2 separate regions of the Mus musculus genome follow, and region 1 is linked to region 2. Evidence: chromatin contacts called from public HiChIP or PLAC-seq data. All regions are on one chromosome and are shown on one strand. The core of a region is the stretch at or near the end of the contact, and the rest is flanking DNA. Distances in the headings are between cores, read along the strand shown.

Region 1 (6,039 bases), core at 417-2,916, 620 kb after region 2:
TCCAGGTGTGGCTCTCTGTTAGTTCCCGTATACTGGAAGAGGAAGCTTCTCCGGTGAGGGCTGAGTATGACATTGACCAAGGGAAATAGCAGAATGTCATTTGGAGTCTTTTTTATTGCTACATTACTTCATCAGGACAGTGATATTTGTCGTAGGTACTTCCCCTAGGCCTATTTAGTCTCAGGTTTTTGGTCACCAAGTATTGACAGGCTTAGCTTCATGGGGTGGGCCTTAAATCCAGTCATGGTTTTTGCATAAACATTGTTTATGTAACCAACAACTATTGCATGGGCATGTCACATTCAGGGCAGATTGTCATTGTAGATCTAGGGGTGTTTAGTTGAGTTGGTATTTACCTTTCTTCTCTGACAACCAACATATTTGAAGATTGTCTCCAATACCCAGTGGAACACACACACACACACACACACACACACACTCACACCACTAGCTAGACTTGATGGGTTAAAAATATGTATGGCTTTGTTTTATTACAATGAAAAACTTCATAAAACATTGGAACATGGGATTTGTAGCAACATAAATCTGGTCATTCATGTTTTGCTTAATAAACTATATAGTATTCTCTTTAAGGTAAAAAAAAAAGAAAAAGAAAAACTTTAAAATTAATGTGCAACTTTTCTGGTAGGTCCCCACCCCTCCCCAATTTAGAAATCAATACTCAGACCCGGCTTTGCCAGCTTGCTGTGCCTTCAGTCCTCACTGGCCTTTTGATTTCTGGTGTTAATACAACTTTGTACTTTAATAAACAATTTAGCCCATTAGAGTTTTATGTGAGTTAGTCCTGTTGCTCCAGAATTCTCCCTACCTCCAATAGGGACTATGGTCTACTTTTTTATTTAGTACACTAATATTCTGTCAAGAAATGTTCTCTTTACACTAGAATGCTAACAAATCATGCCATTTATTTATTTATTTATTTATTTATTTATTTATTTATTTATTATCTGTTTATTTGGGAGGCATGGTTGAGACAGAGTTCTCTGTGCAGCCCTGGCTGTCCTGGAACTCTAGACCAATCTGGTCTTCAACTCAAGAGATTTACCTGCCTCTGCCTCCTTAGTGTGGGATTAAAAGCATGCACCACCATGCCCAGCTAACTTTTTCTTAAAAAAAAAAAAAAAAGCACTCAGGATATCTTATTTAGGAGTATAGGAACCCAATATTGCCAATAATGACCTAAGCTTGCTCTTTAATCTTTACTCTATTCTGATCAGTCGAAGAGCGTGGAGGCCCATACCTGTAGATGCCAGCAGCTCTGTGGAGGCTGAGGGAGGAGAATCATAGAGAATCTGAGGCCAGCCTGGGTAACATAGCAGGTCTTTTCCTCAAAAAGAGGAGTACAAGCATTTATTGAATCCCTCTACACAGTGTTCTTTCTTTGTTGCTGTCTTTGAGACAAGATCTCACTCTCTAGACCAGGCTGGCCTTGAACAGTGATGAGTGAACAGGCCTGAGCCACCACACACGGCTTGTGCTCTTTGACAGGACATTTACCCTCATAGAACTAACCAGGCTTGGGAATAGGCATCCAGCAGCAGTTACTAAAATGCTCACAAGTGCAAGAGAGTAAGGACTACAAGTCCCAGAATGCAATGCAACCCTCGAAGAGTCCGTGTGCACTGACGTCTAATCCTCGCGCCTTGTTTTGTGGCCTGGGTTGTCTGTTGAAAGGAGAGCATACTGGTTTTGTCAGTAGCTGTGTCTTTTATTACAAGTTCTGAGTCTCAGGGATCCATCTTGCTGGTCCGCGGTCCAAGATGGACAAAGTCTGTGCGGTTTTTGGAGGCTCCCGGGGGATCGGCAGGGCGGTAGCCCAGCTAATGGCCCAGAAGGGTTACCGTCTGGCGATCGTCTCCAGAAACCTGGAAGTGGCCAAAGTCACCGCCGGCGAGCTCGGCGGTATGTACCGGAAGTGTCCTCGCCGTGCGACCAAGGTGCAAGTCCTTGAGTTCCAGTCCACGGGCCCTGCCCATGTACCCGGGTTTGCGCCCCAGATCGCTCGTGCCCCATGACCAAACACTCACAGGGGCTCTCGCCTACTCCAGGCAGATTCTAAGGACCCCTGACAAGTAGTTGCCTTCCCCGCGGCCAGTGCTGATATTGAGAGCTGCCTTGCTCTGGCCTCTGGGAGGAGAGAATGGACGCGATTATACTGAAAGTAGAGAAGTCAGATACAAATGGCTAGATTGCATTTTGCTGAGAGCTCTTGCCCTTTGCGAAGGCACCCGACAGTATTTCAAAGAGAAACTCTTGATAAGTCAGGGTTGCTTCTCCAAGCCCATCAATGACTTTAGTAAGTTACTAATTTGTTTTCCCAGGCCCTTTGATTGTATTCCTATTCCAGCCCCCCCCCCCCCAACCCCAGGTTATTAACGGATTAGTCATTGCATTGCAAGTTTAAGTCTCGTTTGGAGAAGACAACTTGAAGAATGGAGAAAAATACATGTCACTATCAGGAAAGCATTGGGTATCTTGTAGGTCTAAGAGTGTCTGGTGCCGACTATATTTCTTTACTTATGTGGAAATAGCCTTGATATGTAACTCACACTGGCTTTGAACTTGTGGATCTCGTGTCTCAGCTTCCCAGTTGCTGAGATCTCCTTACTGTGATGGGACGGTGATGTCTTTAGTACAGAGTACACTCTGAACCTGCGGTGTGGTATCCAGCTTTCTCGGACATAGGGTCTCACTACGCAGCCTAGGTTTCCCTTGGATCAGGAGCTGGTCTCTGCCTCCTCCGTGCTGGGAACACAGGGGAACACATCTGTTCACCTTGGGTGTGAACACGAGCCTCAACACCTAGCCAGTCAGCATTGCTTCCAGTTTGCTAGATACTCCACCTTGCCCTGTGGTACTAGTTACCTGTTCTTCGGCTCTCCATCATATAGTTGGTTCATCTTGATGTATCCCTATCATAAATTGAGGAGCATATATATTAATATGGTAGCTTATCAGATAGGGAATATGTTTACTTTGAAGTCAGGGTTGCTTCCCCAAGCCCATCAGTGACTTCGTGAGTTTGGTGATAGGGATCAGGGAGTTCTATGGAGCCACCTCTCTTGTCCATGCTGGCCACAACCTTACAGTAGTAATCTCCTATCCCAAAGCTGAGACGGAAGGTATACACTACCATGCCCAGATTTAATTGCAGTTTTAAAAATCACATTTATTCATTTGGTTGGATGAGTACATCTATGTCATTGTGCACCTGAGGAACTCAGAGGACAGTCTGTTCTTTCCTTTCATTGTATGGGACCCAAAGGTTCAACCCAGATTGTTAGGCGTGGTGGAAAGTGCCCTTATCAAGTGAGCCATCTTGCTGGCCCTGACCACTTTTGTTTCTAGACTTTCCAAGCTTATTTCTTCTTAAGGGTTTGAGGTGTCACTCAGAATAGCCATGAACTTGTGAGTCCAGCAAGTGCCAACATTATGGGTAGCCAGGTACCCATAGTTCTTGTGTCTAAATCTCCCATTCAAGAAAACTCCAAAGTTAAAGTTAGATTTCGATAATGTTTTATTTTATGTACTTGCTGTATCCTAGAATTTGGCAGGCAGAGGCAAGATGAGCCTGAGTTTTGAAGTCAGTCTAGGCAACACAGTAAAACCTTATCTCAAAGCAAAACAAAAACAAAACACTCATACACAAGACGGAAAAAACAAACCTCATTATTTCTCCTTCACTTCCATCCACCCTGTCCTTTCATCGTGTGCTCTGAGGGCAGGAACCCATGACTGGCTGTCATTGCTCGGCCCAGCACAGGCTTGCTGAAGAGTCTAATCATAAAGCAAATAAATTCGAAATTCAAGTTAAGATTTAGAGGTAATTCTGATTTAACTTTGTTTTGTAGGAAACCACTTGGCATTTAGGTGTGATGTTGCCAAAGAACAAGATGTTCAGAGTACATTTCAAGAGATGGAGAAACATTTAGGTCCAGTAAATTTCTTGGTAAATGCAGCCGGTATCAACAGGTTGGTCAAAGATTGAGGTGAATTTGTGATACCTGTTTTAAAAGATTTTTTTTCTTAATGCGTTGATGGCTTAGTTTCTTTTCCATTGCTATTACGAAATGTCATGACCCAAAGCTATATATAAAACAGAGTGTTCGATTGAGGTTATGGTTTCAGAGTGTTAGAGCCATGTTGGTGGAGTAAAGCCATGGTGGGTAGCAGCAGCCGGGAACCCATATTGTGATTGGCATATAGGAGGCAGAGATAGGGCACAGTGGGAATGGAGCCAGTCTTTGGAAACCTCAAAGCCCACTCCCAGTGACACACCTCCTCCAACAAGGCCACACTCCCTAATCCTTCCCAAACTTGGTTCTAAACTGGGGCTCAGCATTCAAATATATGCGCCTCCGGGGACCATTCTCACTCCGAACACCACATCAGTATGAGACAATATATTAGGCTGTTTTATTTCTAACTGGAAAGGCTTTTTAGAAAATTATCATACATTCTTTTATTTTAAAAATGGTGTGTGTATCTGCATGTTAGTACGTGCGGAGTGTGTGGATTCCCACAGGAGCGAAAGGAGGGCATCAAATCCCTGGAGTTGGTGATACGGGAGCCTGTGAGCTACTTGGAACTGCACCTGCACTCTCTGTAAGATCAGTATGTGTTCTTGATCAATGAGCCATTTCTTTAGCCTAATTCTTTTATGATGAGATAAATGTCCAGTTGGATCAGTCCTAACAACCATCACCGGCATATCACCTAGCATGCCAGAAGACTCCCTTGGTCTCTTCTCACAGGAAGCCAGTGTTCTGAGTTCCATTGATCATAACAAGCTTAATAGTAATGTTTGTAGGATAATAAATGTAATAATAATAGGATGAGGGGGGGTTTGTTTAGGAGAAAGTATTTAGATTTACAGCCCCGTTAAAGAAGGCAAAACTGGCAGTAGCTTAAACCATTTGTTTACTTGCTACTGTGTTTAGCCACTGGCAGTATTTATCAGTCTATCAGAGAGGTGGAGAATCCTGCCTTCCCTGTGGCTCCTTTCTGGATTATCAACAGCTATCTTAGTGGTTTTAAAGCCAAGTTCAAAATGGGACTGCCCAGCACTTAGCTAGAAAGCATAGCTTATACTATATTTTAATCCAGAAAAAATTCTGGTACGTATGTTTTGACTTGATTTTTTAAAAAATATTTAGTTCTGCTATTTTAAAATAGTGTGTGTGTGTGTGTGTGTGTGTGTGTGTGTGTGTGTGTGTGTGTGAGAGTGCACGTGCGGCGTGCATATGTATGCAGTTGCCTGTGGAGTTCTGAAGTGGATGTATAATACCCTGAAGCTGGAGTTACAGGTGGCTGAGAGCTTTTGGACACATGTGCTGGGAAGTGAACTCAGTTCTCCTGATGGAGCACTTGGAGCTCTTACCTGCTGAGCCAGTCCTCTAGCATCCAGATTTGAGTTCTGATCTGCTTGTTAATGTGCCCACTTTCTTTTTTTGTAGAGACAGTCTTCTAGTAAGAACAAAGACTGAAGACATGATCTCTCAGCTGCACACTAACCTCCTGGGCTCCATGCTGACCTGTAAAGCTGCCATGAAGACAATGATTCAGCAGGGAGGGTCTATTGTTAATGTGGGTGAGTTCTCACCTCCGGGGGCTATAGTCATTGCATGTAAACATGGGGCTACTTAATCCACTGATGGACTTGACCGTCAGTGAGGGACTTACTAAGTATTAAAAATGACAGCAGAAGCCACGTGATAAATAGCATCTGTATGGAATGGGAAAGGCCACAGCTGTGCACATCCATCAGACTGTCTGTACAACAATGTCATAATAGCTTTATCACCAGTTTCAATTTTCAGGAGAAATCAGGCACCCTCGCCTTTTTTTTTTTTTTTTAATCAAACCTATAATGATTATAAGAGTCAAAAAGGCCAGGTAATGTACTGAGAGATTGTGTTTCCTAGAAATGACTGGGAAGCTACAACCATGCTACCTCAATGGTCTGGCTTCCTAAACAAGGCATGGACAATGGCAGTAGACACTCTAAGACAGAAGGGG
Region 2 (5,680 bases), core at 2,166-4,665:
GCACCCTGGGTCTGAGGCCATCATCTGTGGAGAGGCGCACTTCAGCATCCTTATCACCGGCTGTAAGAGTTCTCTTTGATGGCTTCCATTTCTGGCTATTTGTGTGTTGGGAGCCGGGTTGGGGGTGTCAGGGCTCTCACAGAAGCCCGAAGCCTTCCATGTCCCTGCCTGTCTCTCATTTGTGTATCTGCAGTCGTCCTCCTTGACAGCACTACCCCAATAGTGTCTGGAGCTCCAGATCACGGGCCTGAGAGGAAGGGAACCTTTTTTTTTTTTTTTTTTTTCTTATTTTTCCTAAAGACTTATTTATTTATTTTATGTATATGAGTACACTGTACCTGTCTTCAGACACACCAGAAGAAGGCATCAGATCCCATCCACCATGTGGTTGCTGGGAATTGAACTCGGGACCTCTGGACGAGCAGTCAGTACTCTTAACCACTGAGCCATCTCTCCAGCCCGAGGCAGAGAATCTTATCTTAGCCAAATCCTGATGTTCAAAATAAGGATAGCTGTACAGATTTGGCACCTTACCGGACGAGAAGGATTCTATCCCTGTCGCTGGATAATTTGATTCAGCCGGATCTGCCAACTGAGAATTCTGTCTAAGCGCCTCAGAGGAGAGATGTTCAAATCCTGGCCCCGTCTCTTAATAGCTTTTAATCTTGTACAAGTCACTTAACCTTTCCGCTTGCTCATCTTTGAAATGAAAACAGTACCATCTGTCTCCCAACATTGTGAGGAATTAATGACTTCGTCCACGTAAAGTGCTTTAAGCACAGGGTCTAGCCTACATAAACAGCTATTACTCTAGTGGCTACTGCTGCTCACTGAATCTACAGTGTGTTCTCTCTGTAGCCCTTACGTAGAAAAACATATTTCTAGCCTTGAGTCACATCCCTTCAGACAATTTAACTACATCTTACGTACCAGGAAGGCTGGCAGATACAGCCACTGTACAGTTGACTCATGGTATATAAATTTGTATATAATTACATCTTGATGTTCTTAAAAAAACAGTCCTCTAGCCATAATTAATAAATCTCTTTTTTAAATCTAAAAATTGCATATATTTAAATATTTAAAATCACATAACTGCTAGAAGTATTTTTAAGCTATTTCTTCATGAGTCTGTATAATTAGAAAATAAGTAAATAGAAATAGGTTAATTTTGGAAGAATTATCATCTATTTTTCACCTATATGAATTGCTTATATTTTTTTCCACACAAAACTAGACTTAAAATTAGATTTTAAGACAAAAAACAATTCTCTACTTTTAATAGTGCCATTTAAAATGCAAATTTTGTTGCAGATGAGAAAAAATGAAATTTTCACAGCATAAAAATAAATGGAATTCCAGAGTCACTATCATATAAATAGGTGTCCATCTGGCCAACCCTAAGATTGCCAATTTTCTTCCTTCAATTGTTCCCCCAAGTTGAACAAGAGTTTAAACAGCGCCCTCTTGTGGTCGACAAGGTCACTGGCAACCTGGAGTCTAGTCAAGTTCATCTGTCATTTTGTAATTGACTACATGTTCAGTTTTTGCATTATATATTTTATATTTGCTGGCATAATGGGGAAGGAAGACCAGAGGGCACTTAAGTGGATGCTGTTCCTTGAGTGTACAGATGTATCCAGCTTTGAGGTTTCACAGGATCACTCTGTCCCAGAAGGCTGTGCTGCTTCTACTTTGGGGACCATGTTTGTCTACAAGGCCAGAAGGAGCCTTGCTCAGAGCAACTTATTGAGTGAATGGTCACCTACATTTCATTACTTCAACTCCATTATGAGAAATCTCCACATCCAATCTACCTATCTTCAGCTGAAAAGCTTCAGATCCAAAAAAATACAGAACGGGGCCAGGTGAGGTGCTGCACACCTTCGATCCCAGCACAAAGGAGGAAGAGGCTGACAGATCTCTGTGGGTTCGAGGCCAGCCTGGTCTACAGTGCAAGTTCCAGGACATCCCAGGGATGTACAGAGAGAGCCTATGTAAAAGGAAAAAAAAAAAAAAACCTAAGAAAGCAACCTGAATGAAAATCCTCTTTCGTCTAGATTTAACCCACATTTCCTGGTAAATTGTACCACACTCCTTGAAACTCTGCTTTTTTTACTTGGTTCCAGAAATATCTTTGGAGCAGTGATCAGGTGCCAGACCCTGAGCCGGACACAGAGCATACACCAGCAATAAGAACAGCTACTTCTCTGTGAAATCAACGATAGGAAAACCATCCTGAGCTGAATGCTGAACAGTCAGTCATGATGGCACTGGCTGTGGTGGTCACGGTAAATGAACAGGACAGGCAGATTTTGTGTAGAGGGCTACATTATGGACGGGACCTGAGAAAGAATTTACCAGATTAAGGCAGGGTGGGGAAATACTTCAAGTAAGAAAAACAAAATATACAAGAGTTGGGACTCTGTGCAGTAGGAAGGGTGGCAGACTGCAGATGTAAGCCAGGTCAGCATGGGCCAGGGGACACAGGGGGCAAAAGTACTGTGAAACAAGCTGAGCTTTATGGTAGAACCCAAGGTCCATGGATAGAGAGAACCAACGTGGGTCACATGAGTGCCTATACACATACACACAGAGAGAAGGAGAGAGAGAGAAAGAGAGAGACAGAGAGACTGAGAGAGACAGAGAGAGGAGACAGAGAAAGACAGAGTGAGACAGAGAGACAGAGAAGCCAAGTCATGCTGATCTCTGAGGAGCACAGGTGGGCTTTGAGTGTTGTCTTAAAGGCAGTGGGAACTCATGAAATGAATGCTAACATGATAGAGTATTCTTTTGTTTATATATAAAAAAATTCACATTGCATGTGAAGAGAGGACTGAACGGAAGCAGGCACAGCAGTGTGGATACACATCAAAAGGCTACAGTCGTATTCTAGCAAGAACCACTGTTGGCTAGAACCTGGGTGGGTGGGGAGTGAATAAGGAGATGGCCAGAGGTAGCAGAACTCTAGATCTATTTGAAGATGATGCTGGTGAGATTTGATGGTGACATTTTTTAAAGTGGTGAAGGAAAGGAGGTTGTAAAATGCCTGAACAAAACACAGGAGCACTCTCCAATTACATGCATCTCACAGATGATGCTGGATTTGTAGAAACCAGAAAAAGAAAAAAAAAAAAAGCCAACTCCAAAAGTATGCATCCCTGTCACTTCCTTTATGCTGACCTCCCTTCTCTGTAGCTCCTGGGACCCGGTAAGGGGGCTTATTTTATAGCAGTAGCTTTCCAAAGTTAGGCCAAGAAGAATCTTCTGGAAAAACTGAAAGCCCATTATTGGAGGAGCAAAAGGCAGATATCCAGTGCAGAATTCTATCCTCAGCATTGTGTCTATTCCAGGCTCTGAGCTGAACATAAATAGAGCACACATTTCCAACAATATATTCAACAGATTAAGGGAAGTAAAAAACAGAAGTCACACATTTTTAGGTAAAAAGGAAGGAGTGTGAATATACATTGGGATATCTTAGGAGCTACACAAACCATGAGAAATGTTACTTTGAATGCCCTGCTTGTTTCATGCCCATATCTCAATCACTAGCATGAAATAAAAATAGATGTTTTTTTTCTGGCCTCAAAGCAGAAAGAATCATCAAGCCTGTAGAACAAATGCCAGCCTTTTGAATTGTCTGAGAGCTAAAATTAGTCTGAATGAGGAACCTCACTCTGTCAGCTGAGGGAGACAACCGAATGTGGGAGGCCAGCTGAGGACACGGCTGGAGAGTTTTGCATAGACGCGTCTGAGAGATGGAAAAAAACCTAATTTCCATTTACAGGAGAAACAAATATGAGGAGGAGAAGGAGTGAAGTGTCCTTTGGTGGCTCAGTAGTTCATTCCAGAGCAGATGACAGGACAGTGTTTCACAAAACCATTTCATCTCTTTGGAGACATCCACAGGTCTTTACCACCTCAAGGTCACAAGGAGGAAAAAAAAATCCCTTTTATTTGGGAAAAGAAATAAATGTTCTTCTATCTGCTTCAGAGGTGGTAGGGAGTTTACTGTGTTCAGCTTTAGTCCATTTGTCTCTCTCTTTTTCCTTTTGGTTTCTAGGGAGGAAACAGATGCAAGAATGCAAATCCAGGGCTGGGGAGATAGTTCAGTGGGTGACAAGAGGCCCTACCATCTCAGCAATGGGAGGTAGAAACAAGCAGAGCCCTCAAGCTCACTGGGAAACCAGTCTATCTGAGTCAGTGAGTTCCCGGGTCAACAAGAGACCCTGATTCAAAATAAGATCAAGAGAGATTTAGGAAGGCACCCTCCCTAGGGTTTCCATTGCCGTGAAGAGACACCATGACCAGGGTGACTCTTATAAAGAAAAACATTTCATTTGGGGCTGGCTTACAGTTTCATAGGTTTAGTCCATTCTCATCATTGGTAGGAAGCACGGCAGCATGCGGGCAATGTGGTGCTAGAAAAGGAGCTGAGAGCTCTACATCTTGATCCACAGGTAGCAGGGGAAACACTATGTACCACTGAGCTTAAACATCTGAGATCTCAGAGCCTGTCTCCACAGTGACATGCTTCCTCTAAGGAGGCCACACCTACTCCAAGAAGACCACACCTCCTAATAGTGCCACCCACTATAGGCCAAGCATTCACAAACATGAATCTATGGGGGCCATACCTATTCTAACTGCTACAGCAGCAGTGGACCTGGACCTCCATATAAACATGCACAATGTAAATGCAAGCACAAGCATACAGTTTTAAATGTAAAGACTTCATTAGAGCCCCACCTTTTCCTTTGCACTGTTCCTCCTCTGAGTGTGACTGCTGAGTATGCACCAATGACTTTCCTGCCTGCTGACAGCCATTTCAGAGCCTACTTCCCAGGGAACACATTGGGATCGTGTCTATTTTCCAAGAGAGAGGAAGGAAGATTCTTAGCTTAGATGCCCAGTTATCTTTGGGTCTTTCTTTTCCATGAGTACGTGAAAGGGTAGAAACAAGAGGATCCACTTACAAAACATTCAAAACCAACCTTGTATGGCTATAAACCATTGGCAACTTTCAGCCTGTACATTAATCTCTGTAAAAATAAGGACTCGTGACTGCTGTGATCTTGTGTAGGCCTTCCATTCCTTGCATGGAGTTGGGAGAGGCTCATGAGGCCCCACCCCTCCCTAAGGATCTAGAGATAGTTCATGTTTGCTAGGTAGGCAGGGATGCAGAGGCATAAGCACTGGTAGGTGGCGCATACCTTTGTAAGTAACTCTAATAAAATTCATGGGGTCAAAATGGAGAAGGGAGGGGACTGGGAATGACCGTTGGGTGGGAGGACCTGGGAGGAAGAGCTTTTGTGTTTAAGGGATGGCTTTACCTACTGGTGGTGTACATCTAGAAGAAAGTCACAAGCCTCACAGAGTTACTGTCGTTTCTGTGTAGAGGCCATATGAAGAGACAGTTGGGGGGCGGGGGAGGGGGGAATCTGATTCTTGATTCCAGTCTTGAAAGGTACACAAATATGGAACAGGAATTATACAAGTATGTGTCTGGCATTTGCTTGATTAGCAAAAGTTTGTTCTAGATAAAAAGGGGTTAAATGAGGTGAGTGCACTGTGGGCATTATTAAGAATCTATAAGGCTGTGCTCCAATGCATTCTCTTTGGCCATGTGTCTATTTTAATGCACTAGCCTGGTTTCACCTTGACCCGCCAGGTCAAT

Evidence for each region. HiChIP or PLAC-seq counts read pairs in DNA pulled down with a chosen protein or histone mark.
Region 1: a contact with region 2 is called in an H3K4me3 HiChIP or PLAC-seq map of pro-B cells, with 5 times the contacts expected there. The contact joins the promoter of Cbr4 here to the enhancer-like site in region 2. A contact is called at or near these places in 4 of 39 promoter capture datasets (the C10 cell line, embryonic stem cells and pre-B cells), 1 of 484 Hi-C or Micro-C datasets (spermatogonial stem cells), 3 of 115 datasets of contacts at active chromatin or transcription factors (microglia, pro-B cells and stem cell-derived neural progenitor cells) and 3 of 9 other capture datasets (adipose tissue, embryonic stem cells and liver).

Annotation. Positions count from the first base shown.
Region 1 is chr8:61,486,068-61,492,106 of GRCm38.p6, forward strand. It overlaps Cbr4 (carbonyl reductase 4), which reads left to right and starts at 1,667. Exons shown (of 5, transcript NM_145595.2): 1 at 1,667-1,923; 2 at 3,873-3,993; 3 at 5,478-5,611. The coding sequence starts at 1,782.
Region 2 is chr8:60,864,251-60,869,930 of GRCm38.p6, forward strand. No RefSeq gene overlaps it. Among named protein-coding and RNA genes, the nearest start is that of Hpf1, 23 kb to the right of the region's middle. Within about 2 kb of position 3,416, at least 44 of the 459 cell types and tissues checked have an H3K27ac peak or open chromatin away from gene starts, as enhancers often do. A contact at or near this core is called in microglia and pro-B cells, where this site is marked.